Regions from separate parts of the Gossypium hirsutum genome. Here region 1 is linked to region 2. A link is a contact called in public Hi-C data. All regions are on one chromosome and are shown on one strand. The core of a region is the stretch at or near the end of the contact, and the rest is flanking DNA. Distances in the headings are between cores, read along the strand shown. Region 1 holds the start of LOC107944593 (transmembrane protein 135 homolog). Region 2 holds the start of LOC107952046 (probable enoyl-CoA hydratase 1, peroxisomal).

Region 1 (6,613 bases), core at 3,979-6,478, 180 kb before region 2:
TCAAAGGCTCTTGGAATCTCATTCAAAATGCATTGCTATATTTAGTACAAGTCCCACAGCACACCCGTGCAGACCCAAGAGAAGAATACATGAATTCGAGGACTTTCCACACCAGGGCCTGGATTCAAGCCCTTAGACCCAACATGCAATTAGAGTCGTAAGACGAACACTTCGGTGGCTGCCAGGAAATACCTGAGTCCAAAGCCCTGTGAACTGCTCATCTGTTTTTGCAGGGAGGAGTTTCACATGGGGGAGGGGGCACACCAAAGACCCAATCAAGAACACTTAAGTACTTGGAACGGAACACTTCCCTCTCCTGTGCGTAGCAGTGCATTATTATCGCTGTTGACAAGCTAAATATTACCACATCAGCTCTCTTCAGATTCATTGACTTGGGCAAATACCCAACATCTGCCATGCATGTAAACAAGCTCTCTATGGCTCGTGCAAGGCAGTAGAGTGATATCTCGATCCGCCTACTTTTCTTCTCAATTGCCAATGCCAGACCCGTTGGGAACTGCCCAATGAGACATGCTAAGTAAGGAACAATCAGAGAACACTGATAAAATGGTAAGAGTTATTTACCGTTCCCATTGCTACAATTGGTATGTCACATTTTCCCCAAAATCTATTCACCATGCAAGTCCACATCCTGTTTGGAAGTTACTGGTGTTAGCCCAATGACAAAGGTCTGTCTGTTTTAGACGAAGCACATCGTAACAACTCAAGTCACAAATAAATTTGATTCAGCAATACGCTACAAAGTCGACAGCATCATAAAGAAAATAAAACCTATCTAGTACATTCAATGTCATACACCAATGTTGAATCTCTAACTTGATACAGTTGATGTTCTATAAAATACAGACAAGACAGAGAGCAAGAAATTCTTGCTCTTTCCATTTAAGCATCTCACCAATCTTGTTTTGTATAATCACATTGTATTCTTTCCCATCTAGGTGACTCATTCAAGATAATATCATTCCCTCATTTCTATTGAATGCAGAACATCTTTCTAAACCAATGATTATTTTGCATTTATAATTTGACAATGAAGATGTTAGGCAAGCATATTATCCTATTCAAAGCTTGTTTTATCCTGCAAACATTAGACAAAACTAATGATTCTCCCTTGGTTTTTCTTTCAAGTATTTTGCAGGAAATTATGATAAGTAATTACTAGCAGCTTCGAAACCAACAATCCTGATGTCTCAACAATCAAACTGAGCATTGAAACAAAAGAAGACATTCAAAGTGTACCGCCATAATAGAAGCATAGAACCAATCATGAAGGAATGAAAATTTACTAGTCAAAAATGGCATGTGATTATGCATGTAAAAATGATTGCTCATCACTGACTAATATAATATAGTTGACCAGTATGAGATACCGATCTTTGTAAGAACAAGCAAAGTAACAAAGAAAGGAAAGGTTGAAGGCAGAATTTTGACCAACAATAACTATGTTTTAGTTACTTTAATGGAAACACCAAATCTAAATGACAGTTATATCAGGAAAACTTTAAAATGGGAGAAGCCTAAAATTGAAGTTGAAATACGTTAAGAACTACTGATCTTGGGGAACAAATAGACACCAATAACTATGTTTTAGTTACTCTAATGGAAACACCAAATCTAAATGACAGTTATATCAGGAAAACTTTAAAATGGGAGAAGCCTAAAATTGAAGTTGAAATACGTTAAGAACTACTGATCTTGGGGAACAAATAGACAATCTATGAAAACAATGCATGACATGATTGAACTAATATAATACACTAACCAAGCAGATGCAGTATAGGCAGATAAAAATAAGCTTGATCTGGTTGTACCAAGAAGACTCTTCCCTAATATTGTGTAAGGCCTGTATTAAAGTCAAGAACTATGTTAGACAATAATAATAACTTGGAGCGAGGGAGGACGGAAAGAAAGCAAAATACTAGCAGAAGTCTTATACTAGAAACGGATAAAAGAAGAACCTCTAGTGAGGATCTTTCTGATGCTCAAATCATGAGGTGCTTAGAACCTAATTAGATGTATAATTCGTTGTTAAACAAATCGCTATGAAGCAAAATTTTAACAAGCACACCAAAAATTATAGCAACCATATCATTTAACATGCTCAAATCTCATATCAAATTATAAAGTGGAACTTAGATACTGTGGTAACGGAGGCCCTGAAGTGGAGGGAATAATGTGAACCAACATTTAAAGTTAACGAACTTTTTAAAAAGAAAAATTATATTAATAATATAAGAAAAAAATGAAGCAGCCAAATGGTAAGAGAATATTGCACCAAATTTTGAGCTAACTACTTTTACCTTTTTAGGAGGCCTTGATGATGAACTATTAGTGTAGGAATCAAATAAACTGGAAGATATACCGGTAATGATCTTTTATATGCTTCACTAAAAAAAGTAAAAACATGTGAACTGCATGCTTGATTCCCGTGTATCATCTGCAAATAGCTCAAGGGTTTAAGCACAATTCCCAAAAGTAACAATATACTTTTGCAAAGAAAACTTCAAGCATTAGCAGCATGAGTACTTGAATTCAAAGTCTGTTGTGAACTTTCTAAAGTCATTTCGGTAATTTAAACAGAAATCACAGACAAAACAATTCCTGCAAGAGAATCTAGTTTGTTTCAGCAATCAAGCAAATTGCTTATGTGAGCACTCTGAGGATCTTATGACAATGAGAACAATTGCAAAAGAGATCTGCTCTCAAGGCTTTCGGAGACTGCAAGGATGATGAAGTGCAATACATAGTTTTTGGAATGGAGAACTCCGGATTATAACTACATGATTATTAAACTGTCAAAAATGCATTAACTATGTGCTTTTACATTTATGAGTCAACACATATTTCAAACAACAATAATAAATGATCAGGTTCTCAAATTCGTAGAAGTTGGAAGGCAGTGTCAGGCGGAAAAACAGACCAACTAAAGTCAAGGAGCAAAAAAAAATGCAAAGTTGCACATTCAAGTTCTATTGCTTATGTTTTCAAGTATTTTCATACTCTCTCCTAATTCCAATTTCGTACTTCCTTTTTGTAATTGCTAATAAAGCAGCATGAATGAGAGTTTTTGGCCCAAAAAATGAGCTTTATGAGATATAAAAGGAACAAAGAAATGAAAAGCTGAATGTCACTTCACATTACTTTTCTGAACCTAAACCTTAATACTTAGCTTTCTTCAATTCTTACAAATTATTCTTTTTAACAGGCATCTAACTTGATGTTCATAAAGACAAACTGTCAGGGATGGAAATTGAAGCACTAGCCTTTAATGATCTTACTCAAGATAAGGTCCTAAATAATTAAAGCACAACAGCGAAGCCTTGTTAATAACATGGATGCTACGTAGAGGGAAAATGATTTGTTATTAATGTTTTTGTTCCAAGGGAAGAAAGAAATGCAATTAAACAAGAGTGCATACTGCCAATAACCATATAGCCTATTGGTAGAGTGCTGTACACTTTGAACAAAGTATAGACATTATTGCTACTCGGCAGAACAACAGAAAAGGAGAAAGAAGGATCATACTGAACATGGGATTTTCATATTTGGATCTAATTTAACGTCTGCTCCTTTTGCCTTAAAAAAATTCTCTATTGCTTCCAAATTAGTGTATGGAAGGGCACTTGCATGCTCTTTAACGCCTTGCAGGATGACCTGATCCTTTCCAACATGTTTATTGAGAAATGACCTATACGAAGGGGGAAAACTCTCTGGCTTCAAAAGGTAAGAGGACCTGAAAACATAAATGCTTCCACTTAAAAGATTACACTTTCGAAAAATAATAAATGTACAGTCATCATCTTCTTAGGAAAATTACAGAAAAAAATTTCCCGAGATAGTGTTTTTGGATGCTATTACTTGTACAACTTGTAAAGCCACACAGTTCCATGCAGCCCCTTTTCAAATGATGCCCAAAAACATTTAATTAGCACTTACATTCATTCAAGCAAACATTTTCCCACTTTCTTTTCACATATTTACGCTCTGACCATCTTTTTTAGAGATAAGTATCTAAGTTCATGCTATGAAGCCTAAGATTCAATGAACTTTAAAAACTGGAGATGAAAAGACAAACATTTTCAATTTTGATTGCCAACTTTAACAGGTTGAATGATAAAAAAGGTGCAGAAAAATGAACAACAAAGTCCCTAGGCATGCTGATCAGACTTTCCAGTCATGAATCAATTCTAATATAGTCAGATAATTTTCAGAATGCCTCCAAAATTATACACTACAACACTTTTTTTTCTCTTAAATCTTCCAAACAGGATAGTTTAGAGATTGGTAACTTGATCCAGAAGACGGGAATCCCAGTAGACTTGGTCCTTTAGTCCATGTGGTAAATTCAATAATGACCGAGATTCATTAAGAAGAATTGCAATAAAGTTTAATTAATAGCAAAAAACTAAGCCAACAACCAAGACAACTTAACAAAAGGAACCTACAAAATTTGCGAAGAAGAGAGACACATAAGGAATATGTCACCATGCTTCCATGTAAGAGGTTTACAAAGCTTCCCAAATCGTTTACTCTTCATTCCGCAGCGCGAAGCCAATACGGCAGCTCGCATGAGTATGTATATGGCCAAACTCTTATGTTGTTTATTAGGTCCAGTAAGAAGCATGGAAGGACCTGCAACAAGTCCCGCTATTAACGCCCTCCACTTTGTAGTCCTGAAAAGAAATTCAATAATTCAAATAAATCAAACGCAAGTTAATAATAAGTTCCTTTGTTTGAATGAGGAAAATTAAGATTAAGAAGATCATTGCCTGTTATGTCGCCCAACAGCAACAATAATTTCATCTACAGAAACAAATGTACCCGCAAAAGTACCAAGGAAAAGACCGTATCTAATAGTCTCTTTCATCCCCACAACAATCGCTTCTTTATCAGAAAACGACTCATCTTTCCTACAATCATAATTATTGCCTTAGTAGTATATAACTATAAATAAAGCAAATGAAATTTGAAATCGTCAAATTTATTTGTATAACAATTAGTTACCTTAATTTTTTGCGCCGTAACCGTGCTATAATCGAGAAGAGAGCTAATCCACCTCTAAGGCCAGCCCCGATCGAGAAACCTTTAGCTGAGGCGACGATGAATCTCCGCAACTTCTCCGACTGCGTTAACGGAACCGTACCAATAGCAAGAGCAGAGGAAGAATTTGACGAAGGTTTTGATCCGGCGCAATGCGAGCAAGTCCGTCAACCGAACTTAAATGACCATAATCGGCGGAGTCATCGTTGAAACCACCATTCTCGAGGGACGAAGAGGAGCATCTGCAGGCGCATTTGACGGTTCCGTCAGCAGACGGTGACATGCTGATGATGTGGGGGGCGGAGATAACGAAGCTTCTTGGAAAAGCTAGAGGAAAAACTACGACTGATAAAAAATAATTGGGTGCCGGGCAAATTAGTGAAGAAGGAAACTTTTTAAAAACAATTACCAATTTAGCCGTTTTTTATATTATTTAGGAAAATTAGCTTTATAGAATATTTTTTAAAATTATTACATTTTCTACCCTTGGGTTTCAGATTCGAATCCCCTCCCTTATTTATTTGTTTTTTTAATGAACGTTGCTTGGAGTTTTTTTTTTAATTTATAATTAATGCTTTTAATTAATAAACATGTTATATTAAATTTATTTTTCAGTTTTTATTTATTTTTTATTTATATAGATAAAATAATAAATATGTAATTATATAATGAAAATAATTTTTTATATACGATTATATTAAATATATTTATTTTTAAAATACATCAACTAATTTTCTATATATTATTATATTAAATATATTTTATTTTTTAAAAACATCAATTAATTTTTTTGATATTTTTTTTATATATAATTTTTATGAAAAATATTTATTATTTTGAAATAATTATTTTTATAATATTAAAATTTACAATACTCAAGATATACGTGTAAAAAAAATATTTGACATATAAAAATTATATATAAATAAAAATATATCAAAAAAAGTAGTTGATGTTTAAAAATAAAATATATTTAACATAATAATATATATATATAATTATTTTATTATATAATTATATAATTTTCATTTTATCTATATAAATAAATTGTTAATTAAAATTAAAAATATATTTACTAACTAAAAGTTCAAAAATAAAAATTAAAAATTTAAAAAATAAAAAAATGCTTGAATTATTCAGTAGAAACATAATAAATAAATATGGGAGAAAATTCGAACTTGGGATGGAGGGTAGAAAATATAAGCATGTTAAAGGAAAATGTGTGTGATAAAAAAAACATTTTTTGAACTGTGGTTTTCGGAAGACGCGCTTTTTATCATTTAACTTGTGATTTTCAAAATCCTTAAATAATATAAAAACAGTCTAAATCAATAATTAATTTAAAAAGAACGTCCTGTTTTACTAATTTTGCCTTGGGAGCCGCCTCTTTGGTTGGAAATTGATTATGACAGGATTTGCAGTGCAATACGGTTCATTTACGGACACGTTTCATAATACTTACAATTCTGCAGTTGCTCTCACATTTTCCGCTCATCAAATTCCATAAAATTCATTCGTCATAAAAAAAGTTCCACTGAAGAAATCTCCGTTT
Region 2 (6,108 bases), core at 2,238-4,737:
TCTTTCTTGCTAGGAGATCCATCTTTCTTTGCGAATACCCACTTGCATCCGATTGCCCTTTTACCTTTCGGTAATTGCACCAACTCCCAAGTATTGTTCTTCCGGAGAGACTGCATTTCTTCATCCATGACGCTTTTCCATTTATCACTTTCTAAGCTTTGCATTGCTTCTTGATAAGTGATAGGAATATCATCATCAACAACGGGAAGGGCATAGGCCACCATATCAGTAAATCGAGCAGGTTTACGAATTTCTCTCCGTGGCCTTGCAACTACAACTGGTTCTGGTGTACTTAATGGTTCTTGGGTCAGAACCTCTTCAACCTCTAATTCCTCCATTGTAGCTGGAGAATTAAACTTATTAACTGGGCAAATCCCCATCTGCTCAAACTCCATCTGTTTTGGAGTACACTCCACCTGCTGTGGAATATCGCTTGTCTGAATATCTTCATCTGATACCTTTTTCAATGTGGCAGATTCATCAAAGGTAACATCTCTGCTGCAGATCATTTTCTTTGTGCTTAAGCACCAAAGACGAAATCCCTTCACTCCAGAAGTGATTCCCATAAAGAGAGCTTTCTTTGCCCTCGGATCTAACTTTGACTCCTTCACATGGTAATATGCAGTGGATCCAAACACATGTTAGGAATCATAATTTGTAGCCGGTTTTCCAGACCATACCTCCATAGGAGTTTTTCTTTCTAATGCAGATGATGGCAAACGATTAACAAGATGGCCAGCGTATGTCACAGCCTCAGCCCAAAATTGCTTGCCCAACCCAGCATTGGACAACATACATCGAACTTTCTCCAGCAATGTTCGATTCATACGCTCTGCCACTCCATTCTGCTGTGGTGTATCCCTAACTGTGAAGTGTCGAACAATACCATAATCTTGGCACACATCGAAGAACGGATCACTTTTATATTCCCCTCCATTGTCCGTCCTAAGCCGCTTGATTTTCTTGCCAGTCTGGTTTTCGATCATAGTTTTCCATTTAAGAAAAACTCCAAGCACTTCACCCTTAGTTCTCATGGTATACACCCAAACTCTTCTGGAAAAGTCATCAACAAAAGTAACAAAGTAGTGTTTTCCTCCCAATGAAGGTGTCTTGGAAGGCCCCCACACATCTGAGTGAACATATTCCAAAATACCTTTTGTATTATGGATAGCAGTGCCGAATTTCACTCTCTTTTGCTTTCCCAGAACACAATGCTCGCAAAATTTTAATTTGCAAGCCTTTGCCTTTCAACAATCCTTGCTTTGCTAGAATTTGTAAGGATTTTTCGCTGGCATGTCCCAACTTCATATGCCACAACTGCATTGAGTCCAATTCTTTGTTACCGAAAGCTGCGGTGACTACTCCAATAACTGTACTACCTTGGTAGTAATACAAGTTATTTTTTCTGATGCCCTTCAATATCACAAGTGCGCTAGATGTCACTTTCAAAATCCCATCTCTCATAGTAACAACTGAACCATTGGATTCCAAGGCTCCCAATGAGATGAGATGTTTCTTCAAACTGGGCACGTACCGAACATCAGTCAGAACTCTGGTTGATCCATCTTGATTATTTAATTGGATTGAACCTATCCCAACAGTTTTACAGGCATTGTCATTGCCCATATAAACAACTCCTCCATTTAGTTCTACTAAATCAGAGAACCACTCCCGGTTAGGGGACATATGATGGTACAACCCGAATCCAATATCCACTCATCTGAATGGAACGACGATGATGATGCAACCAGTGATAGTTCAGAGTCACTGGTATCATACTTTGCAACACAAGCATCTACAACAGCTTTTCCCTTATTCTTCAACTTTGGACAATTTTTCTTCCAATGGCCTTTCTCATGACAAAAGGCACATTCATCTTTCCCAAGTCTGGACTTTGACTTTGATCTCCCTTTCTGAATTTTCTTCCGAGTGTATGAACGACCTCGGACTACTAAAGCTTCTGTATCTCTGATTAAGTTTTTCTGTTTGTCCTTCTTTCTCTGTTCATAACTGTATAAGGCCGCACAGACTTCGCTCAGAGATATATCACTCCTGCCATGAAGTAGAGTAGTTTCTAGGAACTCAAACTCCTCAGGAAGTGACCCCAACACCATCAAAGCCAAATCTTCATCTTTGAATGTCTCATCCATATTCAGCAAATCAGTGACTAACTGATTAAATTTGGTGATGTGATCATTCATTGTGGTACTTGGGACGTAAGTGAAACGAAATAGTCTTTTCTTCAAGTGGAGCTTATTTTGACTGTTTTTCTTCAAAAAATTTTCTTCAAGTGCCACCCACAACTTATTTGCAGAAGTTTCCTTTGAAAAAGCATACCTCTGCTCTCGAGAAAGGCATGATCAAATTGTGCCACATGCCAACCGATTGATCGCATTCCAATCTTTCTCCTGTACATCATCTTGTTTCTCTTCATCAATGGTAATGTCTAGACCCTGCTGAAAAAGGGCATCTAGAACCTCACTTTGCCACATACCAAAATGGCCCGTGCCATCAAAGATCTCCACGGCCAATCTTGCATTTGCAATTGTCGGTCTTGTCCACATGGACGATGTTGAAGCTCCTACACCGACCGTTTTCTCCATAATCTTTCAATATACCTAAGGAAATCTTTTTTTATGTGGAAGATCAGTTTAAACTGCAACCACAGAGCATACTACGATTAACCTTCGGCTCTTGATACCACTTGTAGTTCCAATAGGGTCGGAAGCGTGTAAATTATTGTACTAAAAAATCACACAAAGTTCAATTCCTAGGGAAGAGAGGTGGATCACATGGATCTCTTAAATACCAAGTCTTTCCTTAGTTAGAATATTCATTCTATAGTAATTTAATAGCACATTAAATACTGCTATTATACCCTCAAATATTGAAAGAAAAATAGGACAAGAAAAAACACAAGAGTTTTAACGAGGTTCGGTAAATTATACCTACGTCCTCAGGCACTAACACCAGATGATAACTTTATTATCTCCAAAATAATACAAACAAATACAATTCCTTAAGAATTCTCAAATGGGAGAAGAGAGAAAACTAAGAGAGAAAGATTGGTTGGGATAGTTGAAATGAAAAATGAGAAGGTCTATTTATAGTTGAAATTCAGGGACTAACTTGCAAATGGCCTAAAAAATTAGGGACCAAAATTGCAATTATCCCATTCAACTTTTCAACATTCGGTGCAACTTGCTTCACCTTTTTAACAAGTTGCTTCTTACCTTTGTTGACTTTTCAACAAAAAGAAACAAGAATCGAGACTGAGTTGTTTGTGGGAGTGAAAGAAGGGCAGAAAGGAAATTTGAGACTGTAAGCATTTTAGGGTTTGTTTTATTAGAATAAAAAGAAAAATGCATTTTGGGCTGTTAGTTCTTTACATTTTCGGCTGACCTATTACTTGGACTTTGATATGCATGTTTGAGTTTGCGGGCAATGGGCTTAAAATATAATATTCAGATCTCCGGACTTAGACAAGTGAGTTGGGACACTTATAGATCTACGATTGAGTGGCATTTTTCTTAAGCTATATCTTGATGAGTTTGCAGTTTACCCTTAAATGAAATAAAATATTATGACGAAACACAATTACCAAAAAACCAGATCAGACACGTAGGGAGTGGGATTTTTTTGTTTTCTTATGTTCTTATCCGCTTCCCATCTCCATCTCCATGTTGCCGTTATCAGACACGTAATGCAAGGCATTATCTACACGCAATCAATGATGATGACGAAACACAACTACCAAAAACCAGATCCATGTTGAAAATATTTATTTTATGTAACCATTTCCAAAATTGCAATAAAATTTATTCATCTCCTCTTTTGGATCTTTCCCTTTCTTTCCTTTTCCTGTAAAAATGGAGGGTTCCTCCTCTGAGAAGCTGATCATTGTGACCCGTGAACCTGATGGGATCGCTACTGTTACCATCAATCGACCCAAATCTCTCAACTCCTTGACCCGGCCCATGATGGTGGACTTGGCCAAGGCTTTCAAGGCTCTTGCGAAGGACAACTCGGTGCGGGTCATCATCTTGTCTGGAGCTGGACGGGCTTTCTGTTCAGGCGTGGATTTGACGGCTGCACAAGATGTTTTCAAGGGTGACGTTAAGGACCCGGAGACGGATCCGGTTGTTCAGATGGAGCAATGCCCCAAACCAATCATCGGAGCTATCAACGGCCTTGCTATTACTGCCGGCTTCGAGATCGCCCTCGCTTGTGATATGCTGGTCGCTGCTAAGGGAGCCGCTTTCGTTGATACTCACGCCAGGTAACAATTGCCGAAGATAAACAAGTCGAAGGCTTTGATTTTATCATTTGTTGATTTAGTGTTTTGAAAAATTGATTGTAGATTTGGTATATTTCCTTCATGGGGTTTATCCCAGAAGCTTGCACGCTTTATAGGACCAAACAAGGCTCGCGAAGTGTCGTTGGCAGCCATGCCTTTGTCAGCAGAGGAAGCTGAGAAATTGGGGTTTGTCAATTATGTTGTTGACCAAAATGAAGTGCTGAATAAAGCTCGACAACTTGCAGGAGCAATTATGAAGAACAGTCAAGACTTGGTTCTCAGGTACAAGTCTGTGATCAATGATGGGTACAAATTGGATCTTCGTGAGGGTCTCGCCATGGAAAAGGTATTCATTACGCTTATGTATATCTTTTCTTGGATAAGCATGGTTTTATTTATCTAAAAGAACTTGGAAATTGCTGCTACATAATGAAAAGAAAGTAATCAAAGCTATGCAATACAAGAATAAAAGAAAGTGAAAAAGATTGTATTCCATGTGTCTTTACATGGTTTCTTAGCCTGCTAACGGTTGTCTTCGCACGGTTGATGGTATGTTTGGTAATCTGCTGAAAAGTTCCATATAATCTGTTGTTTATCTCCCTTCAAATCTGGTAGATGAAGGTCCTAGCAATACTCAATACAATTCTGATCGAGGATTCGCTGCTTAAGTATCTTACTGCCCATCTCTGTTCTTCCTCCCAGCCTGGTATAGCTTTTTTTGAGTTGGCATTGACATAGAATATCCTTTGAGACTTTCTTAGAGAGCACAATTTGAAGAACAAGTAGTTTTCAAATTCTTGCTCTGGCTGACAGAACACACGCACAGTATGGTGTTATCCTCCAGGACAGTGAATGATCCTAGGTTGACAGCCTAATAAGTGTAGCCATCTAATAAATCATTGCAGGCTTTGGGATATGGAGAGGACCCTGAGTATTTGACATCAGAGAAATTCGAGATTAACCTTGCTGCCTAGTAAGCTGAAGAGCTATCAGCCTCACTTGCAATATTTGTCTGCTGTTCTGCTGCTGTTTTGATTTGCATTGAGCACATGAGCATTATTAATCCAAGTAATCCAAAAGAGAACCGACTGGGGACAATAGAAACCAAACATAAGTTGTTTAAATCAAATCGTCTTTCAGAGCTAGTTTTGCAAATTCGTAACCTTGCTCCTTGGCTGATTTACCCTACTTATTCAGTAGAACCGAGAGGATAGTTGATTAATTATGTCCTAGACACTTCCAGGAAGAAGGAAAATTAACTGTACCAGTTGTTCTGGATATTTAACATCGCTACCTGAACGAGTTAAAGTTTTCCCTGCATAAGATAGGAACTTTGTAATCCAATAGTTGATTTGTGTAGCGATCTTCTCTATTAGTAGGAACCATTCCCAGTCAGTTGCCTCCTCCTCAGTAAGGGCAATCCTAAATATCTCAATGAAAATCACCAAGTGTAATGCTAGGGGTTTGATAAAAAAGTTTCCTATGTAGAGATAACAGATGATTCCATAGTTCCCTTCTATCAATCACCTCATTTCTTCCTTATATGCTGATAATACATGATTCCTCCAAAGAATCCATGTTCTACCATTGCTTCTGTTTACTCATCTCTTAAGCATTCTGTCCTTGCAACTTGAGCTTGTTTGAAGGGTTAAGATTTTTTTGCTGATTTTCCCAATTTAAATTCATGTTCTTTTTATAGGAGAGGGGTCATAAATACTACGATGGAATGACACCGGAGCAGTTTAAGAAGATGCAAGAGTTCATAGCTAGGCGGGGTTCCAAGAAACCATCTTCCAAGTTGTAATATGATC

Evidence for each region. Hi-C and Micro-C count contacts between places; a contact is called where the count stands out from the background.
Region 1: a Hi-C map of leaf shows a contact between it and region 2, with 2.5 times the contacts expected there. The contact joins the promoter of LOC107944593 here to the promoter of LOC107952046 in region 2. A contact is called at or near these places in 8 of 34 Hi-C or Micro-C datasets (callus, hypocotyl and leaf).

The regions. Positions count from the first base shown.
Region 1 is chrA02:16,511,028-16,517,640 of Gossypium_hirsutum_v2.1, reverse strand. It overlaps LOC107944593 (transmembrane protein 135 homolog), which reads right to left and starts at 5,228. Exons shown (of 8, transcript XM_041085490.1): 1 at 5,026-5,228; 2 at 4,791-4,931; 3 at 4,467-4,694; 4 at 3,547-3,754; 5 at 2,322-2,458; 6 at 1,784-1,864; 7 at 586-652; 8 at 9-517. The coding sequence starts at 5,228. The coding sequence ends at 218.
Region 2 is chrA02:16,328,820-16,334,927 of Gossypium_hirsutum_v2.1, reverse strand. LOC107952046 (probable enoyl-CoA hydratase 1, peroxisomal) reads left to right here and starts at 3,487. Exons shown (of 3, transcript XM_016887285.2): 1 at 3,487-4,279; 2 at 4,361-4,643; 3 at 5,997-6,108. The coding sequence starts at 3,870. The coding sequence ends at 6,101.